3 separate regions of the Mus musculus genome follow, and all the other regions are linked to region 1. The links are chromatin contacts, called in public HiChIP or PLAC-seq maps. All regions are on one chromosome and are shown on one strand. Each heading gives the region's core, a stretch centred on a gene start, on an enhancer-like site or on the middle of the called end of the contact. The rest is flanking DNA. Distances are from core to core; before and after follow the strand shown.

Region 1 (2,848 bases), core at 299-2,798:
TGACACATCCTGCCTCCTTGGAAGGTTAGTTCAGAGCTAGTTCTCTCCTGAATTAACAGGACTTACCACGTTGTTCCTGTTCTAAATCCTGATGTCCTGCTAGACTTACCATCTTGGTCCCCTTCCATATCCTGATCCTGTGTGTGTGTGTGTGTGTGTGTGTCCGTTAGTCTGGTGAGCACAGATCCTGGGGAGCTGGAAGGCAAGCCCTGGGCCTTTGATCCCTTTCCTCCTACCCAGGTTTTTTCTGCCACCTTGTCTTTTCCAGAGCTTCTAGTCTCAGAAGATGTTCACGTGGCAGCAAGAACACCCGTTGTAGGACTGAGTAGCAAGCGTAAGAACTTGAGTTCTAATCTCTAGCACCAGGTACAACGAGAGACTCTGTTTTAAGAAAATAAGGTAGAAGACAATAAATGACGACGCTGAGAACTTGACCTGTGGCTTCCACTCATGCTCCCACACTCGGGCAAATCCTTGTGTATGCCCAAATACGAAAAGCAGTCATTGTAGCCAATCCCGGTGGCATACGCCTTTGATCCCAGCCCAGCATTCTGGAGGCAGTGGCAGGCAGATCTCTTGTGTTGCAGGCCAGCCTGATCTATGTAGTGAGTTCCAGGCAAGGGTCGGAGACCAGGACAAGGTGATATTCTGTCTCCCTTCCCCCACAAACACACGGATTGCTAGAGTGGAGTGAGGGTGTTCCTAGACGAAAGCATCTGACTAGCACACGTAAAAACCCACATTTGCCCCAGCACCACGCAAAATAAACATTAACAAAAACGTTCAAGACATTAAAGTCTTTTTTAGAGTTATGTAAATTTTAATTTTGAATAATACATTTTTATCCACTTGTGATATATATTTATGCTAAAACAATTTAATTGTTGGGGTTAGGGTACAATCAACGACAGAGCTCATGTTTAGCACTTAGCACACACGAAGTCCCAGAGTCAACAACACTGAAAAAAAAAAGTTGCTTATTGCAAAATTCAAGTTAACGATTCATAATGCTTTTGCTTCTACTGCGGCGGCGGCGCGGCTGCTGCTCCTCCCCTCCCCATCCTCCTATTCCTCCTCCCCTCCCCATCCTCTTCCTTTTCTACCTCCCTCCCTTCCATCATTCCTACTGGTGATGCGCCTACCTCCCAGGCTTTGTTTTCTTAGGACACTGAGGGCTTTTTACCTATATTAGCTCCAGGTTTGGTGCTCTCTTTCCCTCTTCCAGGCTAGACAAACTGAGCAGCCTAGAAGCAAGTGATTTCCGGAAGGTTCGGCTTAAAACAAGACACAGGGAAAAATCTCCGCCTTAGCTAATTTGAGTTCCCTCTCTGCACACTAGGACTGCTAGGATGGCCTCCCCCAAAAGATTTTCAAATGGGGTGAGATGGGGCGGAGAGCAGAGAGGCTCCCCTCTCCTTGCAGACTGGATAGGTTTTGATACTAGAATAGTCAAAACAGTTTTGCAACCAAGTGACTCTTAGTAATAACAATACCAACCTCGGTCATTTGCATAACTTCACAATTGACCAAGTGTGCCCCAAGCAGTTAATTAGAATGATAAAGAAAGCAGATGGTCGCACCAGAAGCCTGATGCACCCTTCTTGGGGACCTGGGAAGTTTCCGGGGCTTTCTCTTTTCCTGAGTGGATATCAGACAGACTCTGCCCGGGCCAACTTCCAGGAAGCTATAGGTGGCGAGCTCGACCTACTGGCTGCGCGCCGGATCTACGCTGAGCACACAGCGTGGTTCCACCTCTGCCTGGAATGTACCCTAGTGGGTCAGCAGGTACGACTAGTTTACAGTCCCCCAACTTACTGCCGGACTGAATTCCCTGTGGTGGGACCAGTCTGTATTCAGCCAGTTCCTGAAAGGTGAAGAATCAGACTTTGGTGAAACGGAAATGAGAGCCAGGGCCCATAAGGTGATTTAGGGACAGCTGGAGGGGCGGGGCTCGGGATACCTGCCAGGGGCCTAGAGGTTGGAGAGAATGTGATCAAAATGAATCATTTTCACCAGATGTTTCATTTCGGGCCCTTCTCCTCAGGTTCTCATCTCAGTCAGCAAAGGCTGCCCCCAAGTACGCGGGTTGGGAGTTTTCCTAACTCTTTTGGGGTAGGGACATGTCAGGAGCTGGGTGGTCCTTGTGCCTTCAGAATTTAAGGAGTGCCAGCCACAAAACCGAAGCTCATAAAGGAACTTTAGGGAATCTTTTAGAAAAACTAAAGTAACAAAACAGCATTGGCGAGGATATTACTATTCCCTTGCCCCCACCCCTCTTAACATCAGGGACTTGGGGGACTTGAGCTCAAGAGCGCTTGCCTCCCGCGCATTTCACCTCCGCCAGTCCTCTGTACTGGCAGAGGGGGTGGCTGGTGGTTGTGTGGGGTGGTGGTGGTGGTGGTGGTGGTGGTGGTGGTGGTAGTGGTAGTGGGTGTACATAATCATAATTAGTTCTGACTGGTGAAATGGCTTACCAGATAAAGGCACTTGCTGCCAAACCAGACCCCTTGAGTTCCATCTCCAGGACTCAAATGGTGAAAGACTACAATGATTAATGCAAACTGTCTTTTGACCTCCATGTACCATGGTAGGTGTGAACCCCCTCCCCCTCAAACATGCAAAAATAAATAAATTTTACTTATTATTTTTAAACAAAACAAAAACTAAAAACCAGGGTCTTGCTAAGTAGCCCAAGTTGACCCAAAACACTCTAACATCAGCCTTAGCATCCTGAGTGCTGGGATCACAGGTGTGTGTCACTAGGTCAGGCTTTAGAATTACGCTTGTGTTAAATCTTGGGGTGTGTGTATGTGTGGTGTGTTTAATTTTATTTTACTTTTAAAATATT
Region 2 (2,932 bases), core at 175-2,674, 66 kb before region 1:
GTAACATCACAGGAAACAGCCACAATATTGATAACTAAGTAAAAAAGTTTAGAATCCTTAAGAAATTCTGAGAAGTATATCTGCACCTCAGAGGGAAGAAGACAGAAACAGAGAAAATTAACACAAACCTGTTCTGGGAGGACCTGCTCCACTAACAAGTGAAATGGCCTTTTTTATTCCAAGTCAGAGTAATAATCTCACACATTAACAACAACTAGTCACAGACCCAATGCATTCAAGTCTGAATAAAGATCAGGAGCACATTGTCTACCATCTTCAGTCTCCCTCACCCCCTCCAATAAACACAAAGAAGAAATTGGTACTCTGGAGAAATTCTTACAAAAGAATTTTTCATTGTGGTACACATGAATGACAGAGAATACATCAGTCATAACTTCAAAGAATTTCATCTGCTCTGCATGGTAATTTATGATATAAAAAATAACCTTTAATGACTTTCAATGACTATAAGTAAAAAAGAAATTAATCATAAATAAAAAGTAATTAATCATCATAAGTAAAAAGTAATTAACCATCCTTTCTTGATACACAGAAACATACATAACAATCAGAATTCTACTATGTGCAAGCGGTTTATACATCTTCAGAAAGAATTATAATTAAGGGTTTACCAAATCTCAAGTCATTAACAAAACACAGTATCTGACACAAAGACTTGATCAAAATCATTTGTCTTTGTGTTCCAGAGAACAACAGATTTTGACATGGCTACTCTGCAACTGTTTTGAACCCATCTTCTCAAAAACAAAACAGTTTCACCTTTTGCCATTACAAGTAGTAAAAGCATTTGTAGATAGAAGGTAAATTGAAAAGTCTGCTCACAGACATACATAATAAAACTGAATGAAGTAGTGAAGCCACTGGCAAAATGAAACAAACAAAACAACCCCACATTAAAATAGCAGACCTGATGCTGAAGAGAATAAACTTAGGAAAGATTATCAAGAAAATAACATACATCAGAACATAACAAAGGAAGCATTTAGTAAATAATGAAATAGAACCAGAAATGTAGATGAGCAATTATATAACTAATGCTTAAGAAAGAAATCCCAAAATTAAAGCATATTAAAAGATATCTAAGAAACTTTCCTGAGCCCACAGATTGAGATGGCTTACCATTAACAGGAAAATGTAATAGAGAATCACACCAAGAGCGAGATACATTCTGATGAAGTTACTGAACTTCAAGGATAAAGAAAGAAATCTGCCAATACTCAGGCAGAAGTAGGTCACCTACACAGGGAAAAAAGTCAGGCTGGCCCCAGACTTCTCTCTAGCAACCCTATACACCAAAAGATAGGGGAACAGGCTGCTGGGTTTTAAAGGAAAGGGAATGTAGCTCGAAATTCTGTAACCAGACAAAGCATCCTTTCACTTTGAAAGCCATGAATAGTGTTTTTAAACATAAGAATGCTGAGACTAAGCCGGACGTGGTGGTGCACGCCCTTTAATCCCAGCACTGGGGAGGCAAAGGCAGGGGGATTTCTGAGGCCAGCCTGGTCTACAGAGTGAGTTCCAGGACAGCCAAGGCTACAGAGAAAAACCCTGTCTCAAAAAAACCAAAAAAAAAAAAAAAAAAGAATGCTGAAACTATTGCCTTCAAAAGCAGCTGTTCTCAGAACAGATACTTGATAAATAGACTAAAGTGTATTAAGGCTTTAGCTTTACAGTAACAACCACAGGTCAACTACAAACTACAAAGGTTCGTTAATGTTCAAAAGTTCTAAAATGCACTCAATTTCACAATTTAGCTTATCTGAAATCAGCATCCATATTACAACTGATGATGTCATGGTTTGACAACATTTATCCATGTTAGCAGTTTATTACATGTTGGCTTTATTACAAGATAATAAAACATTTTAAATTGATGGTATCCTAAACAAAATGAAATAAAGTATTTTTGTAAGATGAGAAGAATGATGAGAGCAAATTAAAAAGTAATTTTAAAAGATGATGAGGGGCTGGTGAGATGGCTCAGTGGGTAAGAGCACCCGACTGCTCTTCCGAAGGTCCGGAGTTCAAATCCCAGCAACCACATGGTGGCTCGCAACCATCTGTAACAAGATCTGATGCCCTCTTCTGGAGTGTCTGAAGACAGCTACAGTGAACTTACATATAATAAATAAATAAATCTTAAAAAAAAAAAAAAAAAAGAGTTAAACTAGTATAAAAAAAATCTATTGTAAAAAAAAAAAAAAAAAGATGATGAAGTCGGGCGGTGGTAGCGCACACCTTTAATCCCAGCACTTGGGAGGCAGAGACAGGCGGATTTCTGAGTTCGAGGCCAGCCTGGTCTACAGAGTGAGTTCCAGGACAGCCAAGACTATACAGAGAAACCCTGTCTCAAAAAACAAAACAAAACAAAACAAAACAAAAAGATGATGAAAATCAAGCAGAAACACAGGCAACAACAACAAAAAACGACTAATATTATTACAGAAGTAAAACCAAATTCACATTATGTGAACAAGTAAAAGCATCTTAAACTGGGTCCAAAAATAACTAACCTTGATCCAACTATATACGGAGTCTACATGAGACAAACCTAAAAAGGTGACTTTGAGAAGTTAAAAGTAAAAGGTTAGACAAAAGTGTATCAGGCAGATATAAACACTTTTAGAACTCATTAAATTAAAAATGAAACAACATTGAGAGCCAAAAGACAGAGTCACTTTTTCTAGTGATCAAAATCTAGCCAGACATGGTTGCCAACACCTCTTATGCCAGATCTCTAGAAGGAAGCAAATAGATCCAGAGTTCAAGGCCAGCCAGGGATACAACATGGCAAAACTTCCAACATTTTTTAAGGCCCATAATCTAAGTACTTTCAACTGATCATGAATTAAAATTAAGTACTGAGCATTCAATTAAATGTTAGACAATAAAAAGGCTAAAAAACGGAATA
Region 3 (2,823 bases), core at 288-2,787, 83 kb before region 1:
ACTAAAATGAACACTTCTTCCTGAAGCTGTTTTGATCAGTTATTTTGTCAAAGTAACAATAAAGTAATTAATATATACCACAACATGCCCACAAAAAGACCAAAAATGTAAAAATAAAGAAATTGTATTTTTAACACAAAGAACTTCTTTTCTTGGATTTTGAACACAAGATTTTATAAATCTAATAGGCAAAGCAAACAAAAATCAGTACTATATCTTAAAATATCAGGCTTGTTTTTCTTTTAAGTAGATTTTTAAGATACCATTAAGATATGATTTGTATTTTAATCTTACTATGCTTATACACATGCCTTTCACTGATTCCAAACTGTGTGACTGGCTACTAGAAAAGAATACACATATACACTTTAGTGTTGATGGGAATTTGGTGTGATGAAGGTGTAAGAATTATGGGTAATAGGTTTCTACATTAGTTATCTCATTTCCAACCGATTCAGTTACACTTTCTAGTAGTGGGCCACTAGTATAAACCTGTCCCCTCCAATACTGGGGCTATAAATATGTGTTTCTGTACCAAGTTTTTATATGAGTGTAGGGCTCTAAACTTAGGTCTCAAGCGTCTACCTAGAGCACTTAACTGAGCCATCCCAATTATCTCATTGTTGCATTTTCCAGCAGAAGTCTAGCTAAATTTTGATAAGTAAGTAAGCTCAGTAGTTTTAAGACCATTATCATGTTTTCATGAATGATTTTTGAGATCTAGCTCAAGTACTACCCTCCCATCTCTGAGACCTTTTTTAAATAATTTACTAAATAATCTTGATTTCTACTAAAAATTCTATTCATTATAGTTGCAGCCTGTACTGTATTACTTAGCATTTGACTGTTTCAGAAAAATACGTAAGGACAATGTGTAATAGGTAATCTAAAACTAGTACAAGGAATGGGAGGAAAAGAAGTACAAAAGAAGGCATAGAACAATCTTTAATAACTAAAAAAGGCAGGAAGAACACCACAACTCTGAGGCCAGCCAAGTCTATCTTGTGATGTCTAGTCTCATAAGTTTAAAAGAAGTGGGTGGGGGGAGGGAAGCACAGCAGGGCACACACATTTTATCCCAGAACATGGGAAGCAGAGGTGAGTTGAGTTGCAAAATGACCATGACTAATAATGAGACCCTGCCTTGGAGGGAGGAAGGGAAATGGGGAAGAAAGACTTAGAGACTATTATTGTAGATAATGAAGAACTGGACCTATGACTGAACAAAGAGACACAAATGAAACAAGACAAAATGGCAAAAGCTAGAAAGTAAAGACCCTTTCTTTGTTAGCCATATTAAGTTTCAACTTCATACACGGGACAATGATAACCCGTAGAAGAATTGGAGAGCGTTTGTTCTTAATACATTTTCAAAAAAAAATAGGGTGAGCTTGGGAGATTTAAATGTTCAAAAAACAGTCTTAGAAGTTGGATAGATGGCTCAGTACATAAAAGACAGTATAGCAGGGAGCTGGCTCATCAGTTAAAAGCACTGACTGCTCTTCCAGAGATCCTGATTTCAATCCCCAGCAACTACATGGTGGTTCACAACTATTTATAATGGGATCTGATGCCCTCTTCTGGTGACTGAAGACAGCTACATTTTACTCATATACATAAAATAAATAAATCTTTTTTTAAAAGATGATATAGCAGTTGCAGAGGACTTGAGTTTGATTCCCAACACCCACATCAGGTGTAACTCCAGCTCTAAAGAAGTCAATGCCATCTTCTAGCCTCAAGTGCACAAACCCATATACAGACACACAAATGTATACATAGTTAAAAAGAAAACAGTCATACTTTAAAAGCTGTATTAAGCATGTTGATGCATACTTACAATAATACTAACACCCAAGAGGCCACAGCAAAGCAAATAAGTAGAGACCAGCTCTTGCCTACACTATCAAGATGCTGATATCTAAAGTAGGTGTGAATATTTAGTGGGTATATAAGACACTTGACGAAGTGGTGAAATGGTTTTGAAACTAGAAAAGGTTAGTGGTTGTATAATACTGTGAACATAGATACATTTATCTACTATTATGTGTATATATGTTGTTTATTACATTTGAACATATATGTCTCATCTTAGTTCCTAAAATGACACAAATGTATTAAAATAGGAAACACAAGAGGAGATACCTGTTTGAAAGGTAAGGGGAAATCTTATTTAATTCTAAATTTCTACAGCACATATATGTTATATATGTTGGGAGAGGAGTTGTCTTTGCAGAGTTATAGACTGTACTTTGAACTCTGCATATGCTAGGCAAGTATTCTACCACTGAGAAACATACTCAGAATATATTAGGGTTTTTGCCAAAGAGGAAAGCAGGAAAACTAAGAATATGTTTAACAGCCAACAATGACAAGTTCGCATTTCTACAGAATGGAAAAGCTATCCAAATTAAGGCAATTAGGTTAAAAAAAAAAAAAAGGAGCCAAAACTGTCCTCAACATAAGCAGTAAAGATAAATCTATAAATCTACATGAACCACACTAACTATGTTAAGAGAAAATAAGATGGAAAAGTACAAGTGGAAATTGTTTCTCTAAGGTTGTAGTAGATAGAAAATTATAGTAGCCATAGCCACAGGCAATTGAAATTCAAGCAAGCAGTTTTATTTGGTTGATTTTTCAATTTTTTTAGACATGATCTCTTCTTAGTAGATTTGAAACTTTTATGTAGACTGGTTGGCCTTACCCTCTAGTCTCTTTGCTAAGGCTACAGACATGACACTCTAATGGCTGTGGTTATTGCTGCTGTTGTTTTAAATAGGATCTTCTCTTGCAGTCCAGGCTATAGAGTTAGACCATGTT

Evidence for each region. HiChIP or PLAC-seq counts read pairs in DNA pulled down with a chosen protein or histone mark.
Region 2: an H3K27ac HiChIP or PLAC-seq map of embryonic stem cells shows a contact between it and region 1, with 9 read pairs. The contact joins two enhancer-like sites. A contact is called at or near these places in 12 of 39 promoter capture datasets (the 3T3-L1 cell line, 3T3-L1-derived adipocytes, the C10 cell line and 8 more), 5 of 15 datasets of contacts at CTCF or cohesin (the G1E-ER4 cell line, embryonic stem cells, large pre-B cells and 1 more), 45 of 484 Hi-C or Micro-C datasets (B cells, CD4 T cells, the G1E-ER4 cell line and 15 more), 10 of 115 datasets of contacts at active chromatin or transcription factors (bone marrow-derived macrophages, embryonic stem cells, memory CD8 T cells and 1 more) and 1 of 9 other capture datasets (embryonic stem cells).
Region 3: a contact with region 1 is called in an H3K4me3 HiChIP or PLAC-seq map of bone marrow-derived macrophages, with 3 times the contacts expected there. The contact joins two enhancer-like sites. A contact is called at or near these places in 12 of 39 promoter capture datasets (the 3T3-L1 cell line, 3T3-L1-derived adipocytes, the C10 cell line and 8 more), 3 of 15 datasets of contacts at CTCF or cohesin (CD8 T cells, the G1E-ER4 cell line and large pre-B cells), 24 of 484 Hi-C or Micro-C datasets (the AtT-20 cell line, B cells, the C10 cell line and 16 more) and 5 of 115 datasets of contacts at active chromatin or transcription factors (bone marrow-derived macrophages, embryonic stem cells and stem cell-derived neural progenitor cells).

What each region holds. Positions count from the first base shown.
Region 1 is chr11:72,575,416-72,578,263 of GRCm38.p6, reverse strand. All of the region lies in intron 2 of Gm51906 (a long non-coding RNA gene), which reads left to right. Among named protein-coding and RNA genes, the nearest start is that of Spns3, 27 kb to the right of the region's middle. Within about 2 kb of position 1,548, at least 85 of the 459 cell types and tissues checked have an H3K27ac peak or open chromatin away from gene starts, as enhancers often do. A contact at or near this core is called in bone marrow-derived macrophages, embryonic stem cells, liver and 1 more, where this site is marked.
Region 2 is chr11:72,641,468-72,644,399 of GRCm38.p6, reverse strand. All of the region lies in intron 1 of Ube2g1 (ubiquitin-conjugating enzyme E2G 1), which reads right to left. Among named protein-coding and RNA genes, the nearest start is that of Gm24143, 27 kb to the right of the region's middle. Within about 2 kb of position 1,424, at least 10 of the 459 cell types and tissues checked have an H3K27ac peak or open chromatin away from gene starts, as enhancers often do. A contact at or near this core is called in embryonic stem cells, liver and stem cell-derived epiblast-like cells, where this site is marked.
Region 3 is chr11:72,658,860-72,661,682 of GRCm38.p6, reverse strand. The region is part of intron 1 of Ube2g1 (ubiquitin-conjugating enzyme E2G 1); the gene reads right to left. Among named protein-coding and RNA genes, the nearest start is that of Ankfy1, 30 kb to the left of the region's middle. Within about 2 kb of position 1,537, at least 2 of the 459 cell types and tissues checked have an H3K27ac peak or open chromatin away from gene starts, as enhancers often do. A contact at or near this core is called in bone marrow-derived macrophages, where this site is marked.